Linked DNA regions of Gasterosteus aculeatus: regions 2 and 3 are each linked to region 1. A link is a contact called in public Hi-C data. All regions are on one chromosome and are shown on one strand. The core of a region is the stretch at or near the end of the contact, and the rest is flanking DNA. Distances in the headings are between cores, read along the strand shown.

Region 1 (4,656 bases), core at 1,142-3,641:
GAACATCTTTCAGATGTTTACTGACTCATATAAGATGACAAGCTTGTCAGGCGAGAAAGGAAATAGGATGTGTACCGTAGTCATTGGCTGTGCTGAATATATTCCGCATGACCTGACCTAGAAGTGCAGCTGTATTGCTGTTGGGCTTTCATCCAGTCAAGGTTTTTCTGTCGGTGCAGTTAAAACTTTGAGTCATAATAATGAGACACTGCTCGTCTCTGACTTCATTATGCAACAGCAGTTGGAGAGCAATGCCGACACAAACCAATTTGCATGTGTAAAAAAATGGACTGACACAACATCTTGCACATCGTATGCTGGCCATCAACAAAAAAAAAGGGACGCACTGAGTCAGGTCGCTAGTGTTGCCTGGCAACCGTCTGAGTACTATCAAGTGCTTCTTTTATTTAAATTGTGATGAAAAAAAGGTTATGCCTGCAGTCAAGCCATGTAAACACTCTCCTGATGGACCACGTAGTAGACATCCTATTGTATTAATAGTGTCTACTAAATGAGAGCATCCGATTTGCCATAAACACTTCCTTGTAGTGAGACAACTTTCTTTTTCTCGACTTTTCATTTGCCAAATTGTGATGTTGAAGTTTCCCAATTAATTCACATTATGAAACCTTCTTTCATTATCAAAAATGTTTAAACAAATTACCTGACAAGAATTTGGTAAGATGAAGCACTTTGATTGATTAGGACAGATATATTCGGGACATACGATGGATGGATCCCTTAGAATCTGAAAAACAGCAATTATGTTAAATACAGCAGCCACATTTTTAAACAGTACACGGTGCAAAATAATGAAAGGTTGGAGCGTTGATAAGCCACGACATTTTTCTAAACGCACGCATAAACACAACGTGTCAGCATACTGAGAGGCTGAGAAACTGAGACCAACATAAATATGTTCACAAAAGTGAAAGCTCATTAAATCAGCTAATCTCATACTTCCCACTATGTTTACCCGAGCACATGCAGATTTGGCTTGGTAGAAAAGCATTAGAAAAGCAGTGTTTTACAAGGTTGATGAAGCTGAAGCTGTCTCTCTTTAACTGTTTTGTCTCGTTAACGTCTCATTGGTGAGACAAGGCAGACAGGAGGACAGACGGCACGATAAATGATGCTATGACTGTCTTCAACATTATTGATTATAATAATTGATCAAATTTACAAGTAACATTATATATTTTTCACTTGGGATTTTTTCTTATAGTGAGATATTACATGCTATGTATATAGAAATATTTTGTTATATTTAGGTTAAAAATACCTTTACGGCCTTTTCTACAGCAATAAAGTCTTAAAGATACGCTTCCACACATGAGGGAATGAGGCTCATGTTGTTGCTTGCTATCTGCAACCGTACCACTAGATGTCACTAAAGCACACACACTCCCTTTAAGCCAACAAAAAACATTTAACATCTGCATGACAAGATTCAGATGTTCAAGTGTATTTATTGGGAGGATAGAACAGGGTCAGCTCACATGTTTCAATCTTTGGTCCTAATACTTTTTCCAACAGAGCACTGCACATAGTGCATAGTCATACTGCACCTTCATTTACACTGTCTAAGTTATGTTCTTATATGTACATATATATATCTTTTTTTTACTTGGATATAATCATATGTATATCTCTATTAAACAGTTGTTAAACGTTTATTCCTACACCGGTTTTTCTTTTTGTGTTTTCCCTGTTTTTTTTAAATCTTTTTCTTGCTTTTGTAAAAAGAATCTGCATGTACAGTATGTGGAGAGCAAAGGATAAACCAAGTCAAATGAAATGTAAGCATGAGCATACGTTAACAACAAAGCTGATTCTGTTTCCCCTTGTAAAACAAATCATTTTGAAGAAGAAAAACAGTTACAGCAGTTTCAAACAAGTGTATTGAAATTCCTGTAGCATCTTCTCCTGTTTTTAATTATAATTTTTCAAGACAAACTAGGTATTTTAGCGATGGACACCATTGAGGTCTTTAAAACACTCGTACAGCCTTCTCACAAAGAAGTAAATTGCATGGACCATCATTTTCATTCATTTTACCCTTTAAGAGTTAATTTCTTAGATGTACTGCAAGGTTGTGTTGCAAAACTATTATGCAAATACTACTTTGACTGATAAAGTCAAACTTTGCAAACGAGCCTAGTTTAAAGCACTGTGTTACTTGTGGAATTTAAGCCACATCATTTTCATTGTCGCCAACTTTTCAGTATAAAGTCCTTTAATTACTGAAAACAATAATTAACAACAATGTTGTGTAATCGTTCTTGTTTGTTATTCACTGGCAAACAAACTCTGCACCTTGATGGACAGATCATTTGCATGCAGACGTAACATTTTGGGACAATGTAAAGTGGAATAGGACCAGATCAGATATGTGGTTATTCTTCCGGGTCGAGGTGGAGGAGGAGGGAGGGATGATGCTGCCTCTGCGCGCTCCGCACATCGGCAGCGGAGCTTCAGTCAGACGGACCCGACCCCGGGGAAAGGCAGGAGCACGTCCGCCCGCGCAGCGTCTCCCCCGGCTGAACCTTCATCACATTCATGCCCTTTTCAAATGGATGTCACCAGTTGTTCCGCCGGTTGCCCCGGGACAGCGGTCCTGTAGCCGCGTTCAACGTGAGAAAACGGCTCATCCCGGGCTTGTTTTTTTATTTTTTTTAGGCTTGTCTCGACGGCACGGAGAGGACCACACTCCCCCCTTCTGCCCCCTCCAACCATTCACCATCGTTAGCACGCTAAGCTAGCTAGCCCGCTAACTTAGCTGCGATACTTTGCACCGTATCGGCGGTCAGTTGCATTTTCCTTGGAGCTAACTTGAGGTCTCCTGCGCCACAGCGGGGAATTGAGTCGCCCTGACACTCTAGGTAAGCAAATAATATACGCGAGAGGAGGGGAGCAACAACACGTTTTGTTGTTTTTTTTCTTCTCTCCAGACGAACTCTGAAACCGAGGCTCTTTTTAGCCGTTATCTGGTCGCGGCGGACCGGCGCTGTGGAAGCTTCTCGCTTCGTGTTGACAGAAGAAGCAGAAGCGGCGGCCGCGATGCGACTCGCCGTTAAACAGCACACATTTTTTAAACGCGACAGTGGCCGTTCACGTCTCGGCCCTGACGTGTGAATTTCAATAAAATATTGCCTGCTTTTTTTGATACTAATACTACAAATAATGTACGTTCTCGTAAATACTTTCTAGCCGTCGTGTGTCCGGGTTTCCTCCTGCCGGGGTCAGGTAACGGAAAACGTTATCTCCCCCTCGCCGCAGTCCATTTTTTCTAACGGGTCTCTCCAAACGACTGGCCTAATGACCGGGATACTGCTGCAGAAGCAAAGTAAAGCACCCCATGTTTAAATGTGCTTACTATAATATACCATATAATGGCTTCTATAGTATGTGTACTCCTTCTGGTCGACGGTTCCTCATTTATCTCTCCGTGAACCTCGCCGTGCTTCTGTGTTGCACCACGGCCGCGAAAAATGAGCCGTTCCGTGGGAATCGAACCCGCGGCTCGGTGCTCGTTGTGTCTCCCGTGACCCGGTGGAGGTCAGATGATTTGGCTTAACTTGATGCATATAACGTTACAGGAGGTAAATAACCCGTAGCCGGATTGGACCGCCTTCCTTCTGTGTTGGGCTGCAGGTTTTGAGGCCCTGCGCCGTTGTTGAAAAGAGGTTAATCACGTCGCATGTAATTCAATCCCTAAGAGAGCCTTTTATAGGGTTTTGGTTGAAGCATCCGGCGCCTGACGCGCGTGAAAAAAGGACTCATTGAGTGAATTAAATGGGGTGAGGATGAGCGCGCGTGAGTGAGCATGCATTAACAATGCTGTAATTATCTCAAGAGATAAGAAAAAGGGATTCACTATCAATCCTGCAAGAGTCTGCAGTTGCGGAGCAGATGAAGATCTCGGATTGTCAGGGACTCAATTAAATGAATCCATCATGTTCTTTAAAGGGAGGGAAAAGAGGAGCATGTATTATTTAACGTGTGTGTGTGTGTGTGTGTAGCTGCAGGGAAGCTGTTATAGCTTTGTGCTACCTGTAGAATTGATCCCATGCTGCCTGCACATGAGAATACTGTATGTACAGCTCCGCTATGTGAAAGGAGCACTGACTCTGAGGTCAACATTCTGCGAAAATAAGAGGGTTTAAGCCTTGAATTCTGCACTACATGTAATTGCAAGTTCTCATTTTGGTTGATGTTGACATTCAGGAGCTTGCCTCAGAGCCGTATGGCTAAACTTGCCCTCAGTGGGGTAACGCATGACTGTCCAGCATTCAAAGGAAATGATTCATGTTCCTCATTTCAAGGCCGTGCAGTAGGCATGTGTTTCCTGCCTTGTGTGTGTGTGTGTGTGTGTGTGTGTGTGTGTGTGTGTGTGTGTGTGTGTGTGTGTGTGTGTTGACTGTGTGTTCAGGCCTCAGCAGATGTGCCTGCTGTTGTATATGGATCCTACTCTCCTGATACTGGCGAGTGAAGATTTGATTTTTTTTGGGGTTTGGGACAATATTTAGGACATGGATTTAGTTAGAAGCAAGTTTTCTGACAGTGGCCAAATTACCTTGGCTCTCAGTCTAACAAATGTAAAAAAATACAAATGTTTGAGTACTTTGGTTACTGCTCATATAGAAGGCTCATGTA
Region 2 (4,656 bases), core at 1,058-3,557, 160 kb before region 1:
GTAAATTATAGTGCTGTGAAGTACAACATGAGTACCAGTATTGGTCGGTAACATTGCATTACTACTCCGTGGGTTTTGTTGCCAACGACATCGGTGAAAACCAGGAAGTGGAATTGTTCATCTTTCTGTTCGTTGGTCACTTGAAGCCCACCTAGAAAACAATAAAACACACAACATAGGCATGATATAGTACAGTTACACATATAAAATTAAATCCATTTTCCACTGCTGTATGCCTGAACAATTGTGCAAGTTAAAAAATAAAATATCTCAATTGTGTGTAGGAAATACCTGGGAAGCAGAGCTGAGGTAGAGCCATGAGGTCAATGTCTTTAGGAACACTGAGGTCTTCACTTCCGCACGCTGAAATAATACAAAAGTAAATCAGGCAAATATCTGATCCTAATGATAACAAGGGTGAAATTAGGCCGACGACAAATCACAAAACTAAAGGGGAACAAAATGTTGGAGGCAGAAGTTTTTTATCTGAAAACTGAAGCCGGTTGCTGAGCAAGATGTGGATGGAAAGTACCAACAAACAGACAGCACACCTTGGATGGAAGTTGCTACAGCTGATGGAGGTTGTTCCCTTTTCCTCCAGAGAAAAGAGCGCCGCCTCCTCGCATGTGATCTCACTGCTTCACTCTCAGCTGGCGATCTGCTAACGAAGGGAGGCGCCAGGACATGCAGAACCTCCGGCTCCACCAGGAGGTGCTCTGGAGATCCATTTATGTTAATGGCCTAAGAGAGGGACGGCAATTATCTCATCGTAATTAGCTTTTCATCTACAGCACACATATTATACATGAATTCATGTGGCTTATTTAATTGAAGAGAGAAGGACATGCTGATTAATTGATCCCACTTCAATATTTGTGTTGCGTTTTCTCTCCCTTGCTCATTGCACAATTACTCAACGCCAAAGACGGTCTTCTTTGCAGAGTTGAAAAAAAATAATCGGCAAATTAAAATCTAGAGACAATTTTGCCTTCATTTTCAAACATTCTTTAGGGGGCATATTTTTCTCATTATTAGATACGGGGAGGAAGCCTGAAAGAGAGAGTTTTGAATCCAGACAACTGGTACCGTTTGATTGACTTTCCTAGTTAATGTAATAAAAGCATTTAAACATGGATATGCTCATCATACTGAAGAATCAAAACGAGCAAAACGTAACCTCCTGGTATAAAAAACATTCAAACAATGAAATGATTGAGGCTCTAAACACAAGTTATTCCCTCAATGACTACAACGGCACTAACAGTTTTCAGTTTACAGCCACGTGTGTGTATGATTTGCATTAGGAGGCGAGTACCTGGTAGACTTCTTGGAGTTTGTCGCTAGATGCTCCAAGGACCACACATGCTTCCAGCAGAACAGGAGGCGAATGGTCGGCCATCACTGGCACCAGCCCAGGATCCGGTTGGACCAGCAGAACGGGGTCAACTCAGACCTGCTGGGTCCCAACGACTGACAGAAACCAGGAGGAGCAGAGAGGGCAGTCGGACAGAGGAGGGGAAGAAAACGTGTTTTCTCATTTGCATGGGGGGAAAAAAATGCACGTATCGGCTAAATAAAGTCACATGACTGCTTGTTTTCCAACTCGGTATAAACGCCGCTGTTCTCATCAACAACAACTTCTAAAGGCTAAGTCACATTTTTCAGAGAAACAGTTCCTCTGTTATTACCGCGAAGAATCAGAGTTGAATTTGATTTGATCACATCAGATTAAACGATGCAATAATCTAATTTTCTAATCATGTTATAAGAATGTGGTCCACCGCTTTATTGAACATTTTTTAATACAGAAAAAGGACTGATTTAATGAAAGCAATTGATTTATATCCACAATTCAAATAAAGTGTCCTTAAAACTCAGCAGCAAAGTGTATTAACTGCAACATTTTCCGGGATCGTCTCACAATCCAGTGAAATACTTTAACTGAATCATAACCCATGATATTTGACAATTTAGTACACTGTGGTATTGGATTCCTGTGTGAATCAGTCTTTGGAACAAAATATAGTGTGCAGAGCAGAATAGGAAGATGCACACGCAAAGGCAGAGAAAATGAATGGGCCGTGCTTATAACATTTTAATATCATCATATGTGCATATACATGTTTTATCCTTATTTTAATGTTGAAGTTTTATTGGAATAGTTTCATCTTTGTAATTATTGGAATTGAATGATAACTAATCAAAGAATTCCAAGCATACCTGAAGTGCTGAATCATCCCTGCAGCGTTAGTGAAGGCGCACCAGCTGGCCTGCTGCTGATCATAATTCATATGATCCTGGATACACGGGGCACATTCCACATTAAGCCATGACGACACAGTAACCGTGTCACGTCTGCTTATATGACACAAACTCACAACAGATACAAAGTTTTTACGTCTACATTCTTTTTATCAGCTGCGAATCAAATCCAGAAAACTCAATCAAACAAGGTACTTATCTGGCGGTCATGAACAGTGGCTAATCTATTATAATGCATAAACATTTTATTATCATTATTGTTATTTAGAGGGCATGGTATCAAAAAAGTACAGAACAGGAAAACCGTTGAGTGATCCTGCTGTGAGCTGCATGACCCCTTCAGGCTGCAGCAGGTCTTTACTGCGAGGCCTTTATGGGCCAAAGCAACACTGTGTGCATAATGTGACACACTATTCTGTAGTCACCTTTATACACCTACAACTATACAACCAATGCAAGATACACTTTTAGCACGGACGTTAGAATTCATCAAAGTCTTACAACATACATTTACAATTAGGACTGTTTTATTGCGCCTGAGACTCGTGACACTGCGTCACAAGCTGCACGGATCAGATGATGTTTCCATTCTGTCGCCAACGACATTTTAAAGTCTTTTAAAGTCTTTAAAAGTTACGCCTTCTTCTTCCAGGTCACCAACCTCCTCACCGGCTCCTCGCTGATCCTCCTTCAGGTCCAATGACGGCACCCGCAGCTATGACATTGTAGCATTGATGATTTGGTGAAGCACAAAGCCTCATCATACAGAGCCTTCGTTTGTAGATTGAAACTATTTGATTACATTTAGTAAATTATTATATAGCGTATAACGTTTCTCTTAAGCCACCAGAAGGAACTGTATAGGTTTCTTTAGAATACTAAAAAGTGTGTAAATCAAGTTTATATAAAACTTGTTGTCTGCGTATTTCCACTTGCGTGGCACAGCAGCGAGCTTTAATACTCATGTACTTTAATGCAAGTCCCCATCCGTATTTCCAGAAAAAAAAATTATATATATATATATAAATTTTTTTATATATATACATATATAATGTAATGTCAATGTTTACTTCCTGTCAAGTGATACTGAGGGTCGTCGTGGCGCAGGGGTTGGAGAAGGTGTGCTGGGAAGCACAAGGTTGGTGGTTCGATTTCAGGCTGCCCCATGTTCTATGTCGAAGTGTCCCTGAGCAAGACACCTAACCCCTAATTGCTCCCCGGGCAAAAATGTGTAAAAGCCATGGGTTTAAAGTGTAATGTAAGTCGCTTTGGATAAAAGCGTCTGCTAAATGACCTGTAATGTAATACCTTGGTCTGTTCATTTTCTCACAGTAAACTGATCCTGTTGTAGTTACTCATACGAGCCTGAAGATGGTGCTAATTGCAAAGTGTAGTTGAGAGGATTTGTCTGTTATTTTATGGATAAAAACACAAATCAATACATTGAATGGGGCTCATTACTTACATTTAAATAATTTAACTCAGTTTTTTGTAATTATTGTAAAATGAGCAAAGACAGTGGTTAATTAAGACAATACATGCACACATTTGAAAATTGTATTTAAAAATAGACACAAGTGAAGATGCAATAATTTCAAATAAAAGAAATCCTTGTTCACATTGTACAAAATACTGTGCAGCAGAAAAAAGAACCAATGATCACTTAAAACACAGCAACAGTAGAGAATCATCATAAAGTATTTTTATAAAATCAATACTTTTTCCATTGACAAGGTGCCCAATATCTCATACTGGTTTCTAAAACGTCTTTTAGAAACATTTCAACTGGCTGAAGTATAAAATACTGTAACACAAGGAATCAACACTGGAAGAAAAAATAGGTCTTTGGTCCACCTGCATCTACTCGTGATAAAACTAGTGAAAAAAAATGTATGCGCCAACAGAGCACATCAAGGAATATTCCTTTTCTTTTATTTAATCAGTTATAATGAAAATAAAAGATTTTACAACTACTTCAAATAGCATGGAAACAAGAAATAAAAACATGTAAGTACCCAAACTTCTTTTCAACAGGTGCTCTATAAAAAAACATGTTTAAACTGGACCATAAAAAGAACTCAATGGCACAAACCTGATGTCTCAAACACAAGTGAAATTACTGTTTTATTATTTGCAAGGAAATTGATGATTAGTTATTTCATCAACATTTTCCCTTTTATATCTGATGCAAGATATCATTATATTCACATCGGGCAAAGTCGATAGGTAGCAAACAGGAAACAAGGTAAAACGTAAAAAGTAAACCCCTTCCCTGCTCTGACACACAAAATCTGTTAAGCAATTTGTTGGAGCTGGACAAACATTTAAAGAGGAAAGGGAACCGTTAGGTCCGGTGTTTCTTTTTAAGATTCACTTGGTCATTACACCTCAGCC
Region 3 (4,656 bases), core at 1,516-4,015, 140 kb before region 1:
ACCCTATTCTTCCATGGCAAACGTTGTTTAATTGCTCATGTGAATTTCTAGGCTGGTACGGTGTGTGTTGTGTCTGCTCGTGGTTCACAAGTCGTCTCTCACAGCAAAATAATCGTCAGGCTGATGAAATATGTAGTCTGTCCATGCTAATGAGAATAACATGCTCAGCTGAGGAATGAAGAATGTGATTTATCTGCATTAACAAGATCAGTCGAGCCTAAGAACATTAAGACCGCTGAAGGAAATAAATGGGTGTTTTCACAGTAACGTCCCTTGATATTGTTCATCTTACTGGGAGCTCCAGTTCATCATCGTTAGCAGCACTAACAAGCGATATGAGCGTTGCTCTCTGGGAATTGTGTTAAACCACTTATCTTGTTCAGAAACAAATGGCAATCACAAGTAATACAATCCAGTGGTTTTCTATTTGTTGTCAGGGCCGGTCAACGTATTATGAACTAAACACACAGAGCTAAAGAGGAGGGCTCTGACCTCGAGACACACCCAACGGTGATGTCAAAGTCTCCTGGAGCCCACCTGTACATTTCAGGAAAATTTACCGCCCCTTTATGTGGATGTCCGATCAATGTTGATGGGAAGCGTAGTCAGTTGAAACAATAAATGACCTCGTGCAAGCTGTGCTAATACACAAGGATGTGTACCAGCTTCTGGCGCCCGGCCATCTTCTTGGCACGCAAGCGGCCTGCGCCTTAATCCGCGGCATTACTTGTGCCGTACACTCTGCATCGAATAAGTACATCTGAATGTCCAAGTCAGCCAAAAAACTCTCAAATGCGTCCTTGTCTATAACATCTCCTGCGGTTTTTCCCTAATTTTGCTAACTTTAATAGTAGCCAGATTGCTCTGGAGATGGATCCCCAAAACAGAACCTTTTGAGCAGTATTTATAGCATGCAGGCCATCTGGCTACATAAGCCGCAGTTCTTCTTTTCATCCAACTACGTCACGACAAATGACAGCGCTGAGTCTGTGTGTTTAGTAGCAAAATGAATAATGTGAGTCGGTCATCTTCTACCCTGCCCCCGTCAATCGCAGGGCCGACGTAGAGACAAACAACATTTCACTCTCCCAGTCATGCAGCTACAGGTAGTTTTAGAGTCACCAATTATCCAACCCTGGTTGTCTTTTGGACTGTGGGAGAAAGCCGGAGTACCCAGAGAGAAGCCCAGAGACGCCACGCCAACTCCACCCAGAAAGGTTTAAACTCAGGCTGTTTTTGTTACGAGGCTAAATTGCTAACCACCACATCAACGTGCTGCTCCTGTGTAATAATGTTAAGATGCTAAACTAAAACTTGTTAGCATTTTGCTCACAGCACGATACCTATTTAGAGCTTTAAAAGAAAGCTAGCCAGGCTGTTTATCTACCACGGCTTCATTCCTGCAGTAAAGCTAAAATAAGAATAAAAGAAACAATGAAGCCCATAGTTGTCCACCATTTGTTCTATATTGTAAAGTTGATAATTTGGCCTAAACACTAGCGAGTGTTATTAATTTGTGGTAAAACGATAAACCCCCAAATGCAAATCCAAAATGAAATGTTAATAGCAGCTGTAGGATTTGCTAAACTGTCATCAGAGGCAATAATTGAAAAGAGATGGAATATCTCACACGTTTTTGTTTGAGCACATACTAATAATATGACAGTAATCTAATGCATCACTGCTGCCATGCCATTGTTGCTTTTCCTTTTTCGACATCAAAGACTCTGGTGATGCAATGACTGTAAAGTGATACTGAGAGGAGAGCATTGGGGCCCAGAGGCAGATCACAAATAACACTGTCCAAATAAATTCCAACAGCGTGGGAGTCCCGTTGATGTGTGTGTGAAAGAGAGGTTCATAAAGAAAGGGAGAGACACAGGATGGGGTAGTAGAAAACAGATCTCACGCTGTCCTGCATCAAATTAGAGCTTCATAGAAAGCTCCTCAAGGAAAACGGAACAATTTTAGTGATGGATGTACGTGCACATGCAATAAAGGTTCACAGGGGTCTTTCCATGTACTCGTATTGTTACAGTTAATAACGTTCTCTGAGATGGTGTATGATTGTAACTTTTTAGAAAATGTAAAATTCCATTGTGGATAATACTGCTTGCAGTGTTTTCAATGTAAGACTTTTATTGTACATTGGATGCACAAGGACAACATTTTTAATTTTACTTTCCTATTAGTCTGCTTGAACTGAGACAGATCTGATTTACTTACAAAATACTTTGTGTAAACAGTTTATTTACTCCTGAAGACAACTTACCTTTAGAGAAAAAAGAGAGACTAACCAGTCAAACCAGTAGACCAACTCCAGTGAAGTCAAATCTCTGTCTGGTGAAGCTGATGTGTCCTCATGTCTTCTCCGAAGCAGAGATGCTTTGAACTCTCCGTGACCTTTGCACCTTTGAATCGTCTCCAAACATCCAGTTACATTCGTTACTTTTCTGGAACAGCTTCAGCAGTTCAGTGAGGAATTAAATGCTCCTGTCTTGTTGGTGTCGTGTCTCAGACTCCTTGAATCATGCAGGTTGGCTGTAGTGATCAACACACTCGGATGTGTGCAGCCCCGTCATTTCTGTCACTCTGACAGCCTCCCCACAGTCACTCAGTGTGTTCGTTTCTTTAACTGTTGCTCGTCTTACTTCTTTCCATGTGTCTTTTTCTCTTCTTCTCTGGGATTTCTTTCGCTGTAGGCATCATTATCAGTCTCTCTCTTGAATGACTCCGTCTGTCTACTTCCCTCCCTCTCAATCTAAATCTTCCCTCCGTTTGGTCTTTGGACAGGAAGTCTCAGTGTGTGTTTACATTCGGCCTGGACACTCACGTGTCTGCATATCTACACACACACACCACAGTGCACACACTATAGATGTCTTAGTGCACACAACATGAACGACACATAGCTTCAGAAGTGCCATACTGGTCCAGAAAAGTTCCGGTTATGGATGTAAATAAAAAAATGGAAATGGTTACGTAACAAATAATGTGGTGGACATTGCATAACGTAGTAACAGAGAAGTAACATTAAAGGTAAAACATCAAGGAGATGGTGAAAAGACTACGGTTTAACTGTGCAATGATGTATTTAGGAAATTAGAATATAACACCATGAGATGTAAATACTACCACTAAATAGTACGAAGACAACTTTTGGCTTAAAGTGGTTCAAAAAAGCAGAAGAAATCATTTGTAAAAAATCACCTGCATGTTGTTGCACCCACACATTTCTTCATTTATGATATAAAATAACAGTAGTTCCAACTAGAAAATTAGGGATTTGGCAAAACCCAATAAATATAAATGATGGGTGGGTGATTTATGGCACCGAACTGTAAGGCGACGACAGAAAGCGCTGATAGGTCAAAAACTCAAAACACAAAGTCCTGTAATTACTTCCTTTAACAATCTCTGCAAACATGACCCCAATTGTTCTGCATAACAAAAAGCAGATCTGAATCCTATTCATAGAGGTAAAGTGGATGGCAACCTAGGTCTGGTGTTTTAGTTATTGTGCCTAAATTATTATTTTATGTGTATTTGCAATCGCAAAATATGTATGAAAAGCAAAATATCATTTCAGAAATCCGGTTTTGTAAGAAGTTTGTCTCATTTGACGCGCTAATGTTTTGTTTATCACCTACATACTTGAATCTATAAGTACAAAAAAGCCCGTCCATAATGTTGTATTCAGATGTACGGTTGTCAAATGTCTCATTCCAACGTGTCCCTGGATGCTCCATCCATCTTACAGAATGAGGCAGGCTTGTGTCTCCTGGCTTCCTGTCAAGAGGATCATCATCACTCACAGCTTTTCAACTTTTCCCGGAAACATCCGGAATAACGGATGTCAGGAGAAGAGCCATGGATCAACATGTTACTGGCGACGAGCGCGAAGAGAAGGTGAGGGATGGGGACGGAGAGGAAAGAAGGGGGAGCGGGAGAGCGAGAGGAGTGAAATAGTTTTCCTTCGATTAAGGCAAAGATTGGACGACAGAGTGATTACAGCGCGTCTGTCGCAACGTAAAGGTGTTTAGATGACGGATCTTTATATGACCTGTTTGCGCGCGTGGATGTACAGAGAAAGCAGCATAAAAAAGGTGTGACTCAATACAACAAGGGGAACTGGAAAGCTTTATTTATGGCGGGAACCTTCCACATTTTGAGGAATGATGAGAGATGAGGATGGAGGAATTAGTAGCGGTTATGAAGACAGATGTGAGCAATCAATTGCTAAAGCATTCGACTGCTAAATAATTGCACATCTTCCTCTTGGTAGAACCACTGCTTGCCCACCACATCTCTTGTAAGCCACTACCCGCCACTTCAAATGCTGCTTCTGGGGGGTTTTGCAACGAAAACCTCCTCGTTATCGCATAGGAGGTCAACAATTTCTATTCCAGACAATAAGCGGTGATGCTTTTATTTCCAGCGAGTCCCTACATGTGCACATATTCCAGACTGAACCTCTGAAACAGTCGGTCAAGTCCTTTTTTTGGAGATGATTTAGTCCTAATTCTTCGAATTAAACCAAAAGTCAAAAAGGAGAAAATAAGGTGGTGCATTTTCTCTGTGGGCCGTTACTCTACATTGTATCGGGTATTTCTGCAAAGCCGCTTCTCTTGTCACATCGACACGCTAATCCTCACA

What was found. A called contact is a pair of places that touch in the nucleus more often than the background predicts.
Region 2: a contact with region 1 is called in a Hi-C map of skeletal muscle, with 4 times the contacts expected there. The contact joins the promoter of LOC120810034 here to the promoter of galnt1 in region 1. A contact is called at or near these places in 2 of 6 Hi-C or Micro-C datasets (skeletal muscle and whole body).
Region 3: a contact with region 1 is called in a Hi-C map of skeletal muscle, with 2.4 times the contacts expected there. The contact joins the promoter of gpr20 here to the promoter of galnt1 in region 1. A contact is called at or near these places in 5 of 6 Hi-C or Micro-C datasets (liver, skeletal muscle, tail fin and 1 more).

Annotation. Positions count from the first base shown.
Region 1 is chr20:9,568,922-9,573,577 of fGasAcu3.hap1.1, reverse strand. galnt1 (UDP-N-acetyl-alpha-D-galactosamine:polypeptide N-acetylgalactosaminyltransferase 1) reads left to right here and starts at 2,391. Exons shown (of 14, transcript XM_040165994.2): 1 at 2,391-2,882.
Region 2 is chr20:9,725,589-9,730,244 of fGasAcu3.hap1.1, reverse strand. It overlaps LOC120810034 (DENN domain-containing protein 3), which reads right to left and starts at 2,307. Exons shown (of 28, transcript XM_040164245.2): 1 at 2,221-2,307; 2 at 1,316-1,470; 3 at 552-741; 4 at 292-363; 5 at 36-151. The coding sequence starts at 1,399. LOC120810972 (solute carrier family 45 member 4) reads right to left here. Exons shown (of 13, transcript XM_040166024.2): 13 at 3,806-4,656.
Region 3 is chr20:9,706,697-9,711,352 of fGasAcu3.hap1.1, reverse strand. gpr20 (G protein-coupled receptor 20) reads right to left here and starts at 2,765. Exons shown (of 7, transcript XM_078095082.1): 1 at 2,273-2,765.